Linked DNA regions of Gossypium hirsutum: regions 1 and 3 are each linked to region 2. Evidence: chromatin contacts called from public Hi-C data. All regions are on one chromosome and are shown on one strand. Each heading gives the region's core, a stretch centred on a gene start, on an enhancer-like site or on the middle of the called end of the contact. The rest is flanking DNA. Distances are from core to core; before and after follow the strand shown. Region 1 has its middle 17 kb from the start of LOC107899538. Region 2 holds the start of LOC107899533 (GDSL esterase/lipase CPRD49). Region 3 holds the start of LOC107899527 (putative GPI-anchored protein pfl2).

The links. A called contact is a pair of places that touch in the nucleus more often than the background predicts.
Region 1: a Hi-C map of leaf shows a contact between it and region 2, with 2.3 times the contacts expected there. The contact joins the enhancer-like site here to the promoter of LOC107899533 in region 2. A contact is called at or near these places in 3 of 34 Hi-C or Micro-C datasets (all in leaf).
Region 3: a contact with region 2 is called in a Hi-C map of leaf, with 2.4 times the contacts expected there. The contact joins the promoter of LOC107899527 here to the promoter of LOC107899533 in region 2. A contact is called at or near these places in 4 of 34 Hi-C or Micro-C datasets (callus and leaf).

What each region holds. Positions count from the first base shown.
Region 1 is chrD04:48,330,028-48,332,727 of Gossypium_hirsutum_v2.1, forward strand. No RefSeq gene overlaps it. Among protein-coding and RNA genes, the nearest start is that of LOC107899538, 17 kb to the right of the region's middle. Within about 2 kb of position 1,419, at least 3 of the 9 cell types and tissues checked have an H3K27ac peak or open chromatin away from gene starts, as enhancers often do. A contact at or near this core is called in leaf, where this site is marked.
Region 2 is chrD04:48,176,353-48,179,052 of Gossypium_hirsutum_v2.1, forward strand. LOC107899533 (GDSL esterase/lipase CPRD49) reads left to right here and starts at 1,351. Exons shown (of 5, transcript XM_016825277.2): 1 at 1,351-1,705. The coding sequence starts at 1,595.
Region 3 is chrD04:47,938,498-47,941,197 of Gossypium_hirsutum_v2.1, forward strand. It overlaps LOC107899527 (putative GPI-anchored protein pfl2), which reads right to left and starts at 1,370. Exons shown (of 5, transcript XM_016825268.2): 1 at 956-1,370; 2 at 692-833. The coding sequence starts at 1,085.

The DNA.
Region 1 (2,700 bases), core at 169-2,668, 150 kb after region 2:
GATAAGCTGTGTTGTACCAATATTCTGCCCAAGGTAACATCGCAACCTAGTTGTAGGGAGTATTTCCTGTGAAGCAACGGAGGTACATTTCAAGACATTTGGTAAGGACCTCTGTCTGGCCATCGGTTTGAGGGTGATAAGGGGTACTCATTGCGAGAATGGTGTCATGTAGACGACGAATTTTCTTCTAGAAATATAGAATAAAATGAGGATGTCGATCCGTGACTATTGTGCGGGGAATGCCATGAAGACGGATAATGTTCGTAAAAAAGGTCGATGCAATCGTGAGACTCAAAAAATCATTAGGAAGGGCTAAGAAATGTCCATATTTGGAGAGACGATCTACGACCACCATGATAGTAGCTTTCCCTCGTGAAGGTGGTAACCTGGTAATAAAATCCATAGAGATGTCTTCGAACACCAAAGTTGGAATTGGCAGAGGTTGAAGTAAGCCAGCAAGGTGCAAGGATGAGTCTTTCATTTGTTCACTGATAGAACATTCGGAGACAAATTAGTGAACATCACCACACATTCCTTTCCAGAAAAAAATTGAAGAAAGTCGATGGAATGTTCGAGTGATTCTTGCATGTCCACCTATCAGAGTAGAATGAAACTCGCTTATGAATTGGTGCCGAAGGGGGGAATCAGACGAAATGATAAGGCAGTCGTGAAAATATAAGAGACCGTCGCGATTCATATAACCCAAAAGGGATTCAGGATGGGCACGAAGTTGAGCATGCCAAGTTAATAACTCAGAGTGAGCTTTATTGGCCTCACGTATTGCACAATGATGGCGAACTCCGGACCTATAATAGCAAACAAGGAAGCTACTAGAGGTCGTGAAAGGGTATTTGCGGCATGGTTAAGCTTGCCTGGACGATAGACGATCTCAAAATCATATCCCGATAGTTTGCCAACCCATTTTTGTTGGTCGGGTGTCTGGATGATATACTTCGTGAGGCTTTTTAAGGGCTGTTGATCTGTAACGATAACGAATCGGTGACCCAATAAATATTGCTGCCATTGTGCGATGGCTTGGGTAATAGCATACATCTCTTGATTATAAGTGGATGCGGCTTACAGGTGAGGAGAAAGTTTTTGACTGAAAAATGCAATGGGATGGCCATCTTGAGACAGAATGGCGCCAATGTCGATACCTGAAGCATCAGTTTCGATTGTGAAGGGCTTAGAAAATTTTGGAAGTTAAGAGTATAAGGGCTGATGCCAATAGTTTCTGTAATTTAGAAAAGGCTAGGCTTGTTGTCGGTGTCCACTTAAAAGAGTCATTTTTAAGTAAATCAGTTAATGGGCCAACTATTGTTGCATACTTGCGAATAAAAAGTCGGTAATACCCAGCCAAGGCCAAAAATACGTGAATGTCTTTGATTGTTGTCAGTGTGAGCAAATTGACAATGGCCTGAATTTTGTCTGGGTCAACCTCAACACCCTCGACTGAAATGATATGGCCCAAGTAGCCCACATATTCTTGTCCAAATAAATATTTGGACTATTTTGCTACCAAATGGTGAGAACGCAAGAGCTGAAGAACCTGTCAAAGAGGGTCCAAATACAAGGCCCACGTTGCGCTATAGATCAGTATGTCGTCGAAAAAGACAAGAACAAATTGTCGGAGAATTGGTTAGAAAATTTCGTTCATCAGTTCTTGAAAGGCAGAGGATGCGTTTGTAAGACCGAATGGCATTACCAAGTGTTGACATCATTTTTTTGGATGAAAAAAGGAGTCGACTTGGATTTTGAAAATAAAAATGAAAAAACGGGAGTCGCCACCGATCTTTTTTGATGAGGTGTAATCGGATCACATTGATAAGTGGTTATTTTTAATAAACAATTTAATTTTATTAAAACAACGAATTTGGTCCACGAAATTCAAAAAAAGGGGTTCGGAAGTCAGTTACGTACGATGAAGGATTAGCACCCTCGTAGCGCCCAAAATTGGTACCTAGTTGATTACTTAATGTCTTAGTGTTGAAAATTAAGAACTTGAAAAATTTAAAAATACGATCCTTGTATTAAAATAAAAATTTTTGGGAAAAGAAGCATGTTTCACGTTATTCGAGAAAAAGAATCATATCCAGTAAGTTAGGACACAATGTCTCGAATTCCCGATACGTGAATAAAAAATGCTAAAATTTACTTATTTAAAAGATATGTAATTATCTCGGGTTTAGAAAAGAGATCATGCCTAGTAAGTTAGGACACGATCTTTTCTTAATTCCCGAGATCATTTAAAACTTGAGTTTAAAAAATTCACGTATTTAGATTTATTGTGAAAATCTAAACCAGTAAATTAGGGTACGACCTTCCCAAATCTAAACACAAAATTTATTTATTCAAAAATCGTAAAACACAATGTTAATATGGGTATCAAAAAAATAATAAATACGACGATGTAAACATAACACGAATAATCACAAAAAAATGATAAATAAATAAATAAAAGATGACAACAATTATACATGAAATAATAGACAACTAGCGCTAACATTTTATAAAAATAATGATGAACACATAAATAAATATAAGATAAAGCAATAATAACAACACAAAAATAAAACTGTAGAAGCAAAAATCTATATATGTATAGATATAAAAATGATAAGATATGTGTATATATTCAAGCATGCATATATATTTATGAAAGTTAAAAATATGTACATAGATATGTACAGACATGTATAT
Region 2 (2,700 bases), core at 101-2,600:
GAAAGGGGTGCCTCAGTTGGTGGTACCTACAAAACTCGGAAGAGATGTTAGTATTGTGCATAGGAATAATTATGAAATTAGTTCAACAAGTTTTCTTTTTCCCTCATTTTTTTTCGTTCTCACTTTTTTTTCCTAACAAATAAATTTAGGCTCCGTTTGTTTCATTGAAAATGGCTTCCGGAATATGATTTCTAGAAAATGACTTACTATTCTGGAAAAGTTAATATTTTCTGGTGTTTGGATGAATTTATATAAAATATTTTTTTTGTTTGGCAGGTTCTTTAAAAACATTTCATAAAAGTCGTTTTCAATTAAACAAACATACATTTGAGATTTTTTTTATTTTTTCATTGTTTAATTGAGTTTCTTTTATATCTGTAATTTTATATTTTACATTGTTTTTACATATATTAAAAATATTTTGTTAAATTTAGGTTCATTGCAACAATTATTTTTTAGTTACATGACTACCAACTGAGTATTTTTTTATTTATTTAAAAATGTGACTTTAACAAAATTGACAAAAAAAAAATCAATAATGTCAGCAGTTGGACTTAATTTTCAAATCTGAAAAGTAGAGTGACTAAATTCTTGAAAATAAAAGTACAGAAACTAAATTACAAATTTGTGAAGAGTATATAGACTTATGACATATTTTAACATTTATATTACAAAACATTTATTATTAATATATTTATAATTGTAATAAATATTTAGTATTAAAATATTAATATTGATATTTTCAATAATATGTGAACAATATTATTTAAAATTATTATTTTTAAAATTTACTATTAAAATAAAATTTAAATATTAAATAATTTATTAAAAATAATAAATTATATTAATTATATTAATAATTTATTATATGACTAAATATAAATAATTAAATACGCATGTTTAATAATATTAAAAAAAATATTTAAACATAAAATATAAAAGCTTTTTTTTATAATGCATTTTTATATTTATATATATTTATAAAAGATAGAGATTTTATATAGTAAGTGAGGTAGAAAGACTACCACAACCATTTCATAATTATTGTTCAAAAAAATCCACTTTAATTTGTATCGGTAAATAAATTTGAAATTACTTGAGTTTTATTATCCTACGTATATCCTTATTTAAAGTAATTTATAAAATAAATAAAAAAGAATACCGAAATAAAAGGTTTATCTTAAAAACAGAGAATTTAGGCCAATGAAACTGACCCCTCCTTTCACTTTTCATCGTAAATGGTTAAAGGAACTGACGGCAGCCTATCAACCATTCCAAAATATAATATTTAATAACTAAATTTAACACTTTTTCGATATTTAATTATTTTGGTCCAATTTAATACTCGACACATTTTTTAAATTTATAGGTTCAATTTGATATTTGAATTTAACTAAATTAAAAAAAATAAATTTTTTTTATAAAAATATGATATCAAATATTATATTAACCCAAAAACCCCCTCCATTGAAGTGAAAATATACAAAGTAATAGAAAAACATTATCACGTAGATGTCACTACTTTTGTCTGAAACAACACACACCAAGAGCGAGAGAAAGCCTTCAAAACAAAAGAAAAATTAGAACATCAAACATGATTGGTCCAGGCAGACCTCTCTTCGTCCTCTTTGGATCTTCCATCGTTCAGTTGAGTTACAGCCACGAAGGTTGGGGTGCAATTCTTGCACATGCATATGCTCGCAAGGTATTTCCTTTCATCTTATTCTTCTTTGCATTTATTGTTTTCTGGGTTAATATTAGCACAAATGGGTTGATACCCAGATTTCATATCAGCTTTAAAAAGCTATAGATTTTGGGTTTCTCCTTTGATGAACAGAGAAGAGATTCACACATTTTTCTCTTAGTAGTGGGATTCAGGTTGCTTTTTCTCAAATCCTTCGAGGAAGAAGATTATTCATATGGATTCCAATTAGCATCTCTCTTTTTTTCTTTTCTGATTGCTTTTTCCTGTGAGTCTGATTTCAATGGATTGGTGTGGCAGCCTTTTGTTGGGGGTCCACTTTACCTTTTGGAAAGACAAGGAAAAACTACCGGATGGTCATTTTACTTTCATTGTCTACTTTTAAGCATCCTCCTCATTCTAACCTCATTACGCTTTTCTTACTTGAAAAAGAAGGGGTAACTATCCCAGTCATAAAACTAGGTGATTCCGTTTGGTCACTTGATTTTTAAATCGTTTTTACTTTGGTCACAGAAAAATCAGTTTTTAACTATTGATGATAGAAACGCATACAGAACAGGATTGCAAGTTTATCTAAGTTCTAGACAAATGTGGAAAATTGGAATTTAACCTATTTAGATCTAAGTAAAATAAAAGGGCAACAAATAAAAACTTAATGATTAAGTAAGAAAGAACAAGTAAGCCGAATTGAAAAATTAGTCGGTTTGTTCTTGATGAATTTAGATCAAGTCAAGACTCTCAATTAAGAGAAAACAATAGGTTAGAACAAAATTGAAAGAATAATGATTAAAGTCAAATGAAATCAAAAGAACAACAAAGATCCAATCATTTAAATATGTTTTGGGTCATTCTTGATTGAGAAGAAATTGTCAAATTGAGACATAGGGTGAGTTTGGATGGGCGGTGCGCTTACCTGCGGTTAGTATAAAAACAGCGATGGCGGTGAGATTAGATACTGTAGTGATACTGTAGCGTGAGACAAAAAGTAAACGCACCGC
Region 3 (2,700 bases), core at 120-2,619, 240 kb before region 2:
GAAATGTAAACTGTCAAAGCATTAAAATATAATTATCAAGTTTTGAAATGTCTGTTTCTTTTTCTGGGAAGAATATCTTAAACAAATTCTGTTGCCAAAAGGTAAAAGCAAATTTGAAAGAGGGAATAGATCATATGGATGCCAATAAAGTTATTAGCATTGCGGAAACAACAAATTTAACATTAGGCCACATCCTTCACCTAAAAACTTCAGCCACTGGATTTTGGGATAATTACCATATCTAATCTTTGCACTCTCACAACTTACTACCTGATGTATGATTGATATGGAGACTATAAAATAAAATCAAATAATAAATTTTAATTCTCCATTTAAAAAACCTTTTTCATGTCAAAATCCAAATTTTACAAAAAGCAAATGAATGCTTTCTTTTAAAGATTTAGAATGATGTCAAGTACTTCTCTTTATGGCTTAATTGGTACCCATACCTTTCCCCCTTAAAAGGAAGCTTTAAGATAAAATTCAAATTATTGCTTAATACAAACTTCATATTCTTTCTTTTGGTTAAAAAAAGCAAGAAAGGATATTTGATAAGCACGTAGATTCAATTACCCAAAACCTAGAGCTCCATAATAAACATCTTACTGCTCTAAGCAGAGATCGATCGTAAATTTTAAGGTTAAAATCAACCAAAGCAGCTAGAGAGATATAAGATATCTTTAGCATTTACCAATCATAATCAGACTTTTCGTTCTCCGAATTCAAAAAATTATCTGCTGCAGTCTTTCGTACAGGCAAGGCCGAGAAGATCTTCGATACCGGAGAACCTCCGCCACCGACGTTTCCGTTTCCGTTTACGGTTACGTTAGATCCTATTTCAAATCCAAGAACATCACTTTAGTCAACAGTCAACAAACATACAACCACTTCAAAAAAATAAAGTAGTGTTCCACAAGGAAGAACCTCAAAATGAAGTTAAAATCATTTAGTTTACCAAAAGGAACATTGAGTTGTTGTTCAGATTTGTGAACGGAGAGAAGATTGTTGCTTTTCTCTTTCTCCTTCTCTCGTCTCCGCATTTCCAGGAACAAAGCTAGTTCTTCGTCTCTCTCCTTCATCACCATTATCGGTCTCTAAAAACTGATCAAAGACACCATAAAAATCACCACCAAATCCTTTCTTCTTAGATCCAAACCTGAACTCCAAATTCCAAAAAAAAAAAAAGAAAGTTGGTTCAACGAAGGAGGAACTTAGTAGTATTACAACGTCATTTCCGTGTGAAAGAGGGAAATGTTTAATTTTTAAAGAAAAAAATATTATTTCTTTTGTTATTTTTTTAAATTTTATTTTAGTGAATGATCTGACAACCAACAGGTGCTTGTCTGGGTTTTAGCTCAGAAGAAATTTGAAAATTTGAAGGAGGGTGTTTAGCCATTGTTAGATGTTTATATAAATTACCCTTAATTATAGAGATAATCACTATAATGCCATTTTTCTTGTACTAAAAATCTAAAATTTCTTTCTATTTAAGACAAAATAAATTCTTTCTACTTTGTTCCAGATTTTCGGGGTAAAAGATAAAAGGTGTTTTTTTTAGATTTAAGGTGGGTTTGGATGGTAGTGAAGTGTGTCTAAACTTATTTTTTATTTTATCTTCGTATCTAATTTTATTACTATCGTTGCTTTTACATTAATTGTAACTAAACGCACCATTCATCTAAACTCACTCTTGGAGTAAATTTTTAGTGAATAATAATATATATAAAAACTGGTTGAATTAGAAAAAGGGTTTTTGTTACCTTCATTTTAATTGTAGTTAGGATAAACTTTTTTTCTATTTTAAGATTAAGTAGGATTAGTGATAATGAATGTAGACTTTATATCATATTACTTCACCTAATGAGTTGCATTTTTATTAAAAAGCTATGATTGCCCATTTTTGTTAATACGATTTAGAATTTATTATTAGGTTGTTTTTGTAATTTGTCATAAGATAAATAAAAATATATTTAAAATTTTATTTGTGTATTTTAGATATGTTCGAACTAATATATAATTTAAAGATGGCGGAGTGGCAATTTAAGTAATTATGTGATAGAAAGAAGTCGAATTACGAATCATTTGAATAGAACATTCTTGAGGCAGCAGCATGGCACATGGTGGAGGATTGACTAAAACCAACACTAAATAAATAAATAAAAAGAGGTAAAAACCTCCGCAAGGTAGCGGATACTTTCCTCTCAACTTAAAATTCAAAAAATGCTGAGTTATTAAACTCGGGCAATCTCGAGATGAACAAACGATTGGCAATCCAACGGCCATGATTTAAATTAGGGAGACGCAGGACAGCGAGCCTCGTGAATCGAGAGGCGCCGGTGGCTGCCATGCATTTTGGTTTTGTTGTTGAGCGGGCCCAACTAACCACTCAAACTGCATTTGATGCCCATTCTTTGGAAATTAGGACCATTTCCAAATGTTTCTTTTATATTTTTCTTTGATGAGCAATGCATTTAATCATGGGTAAACTACACCCATGGTCACTTTTATTTACCTTAGGTTACATTTCAGTCACTTATATTTGAAATGTTACGTTTTAGTCACTTACGTTATTGTGTTGTAACATTTTAGTCACTGAGCCGTTAATTGTCGTTAATGGTGTAATAGTAAGCTGACGTGGCACGTTAAATTATCATTTCAAACAAAAACTTTAGGTTAAATTATACAATTGGTCCCCATAAT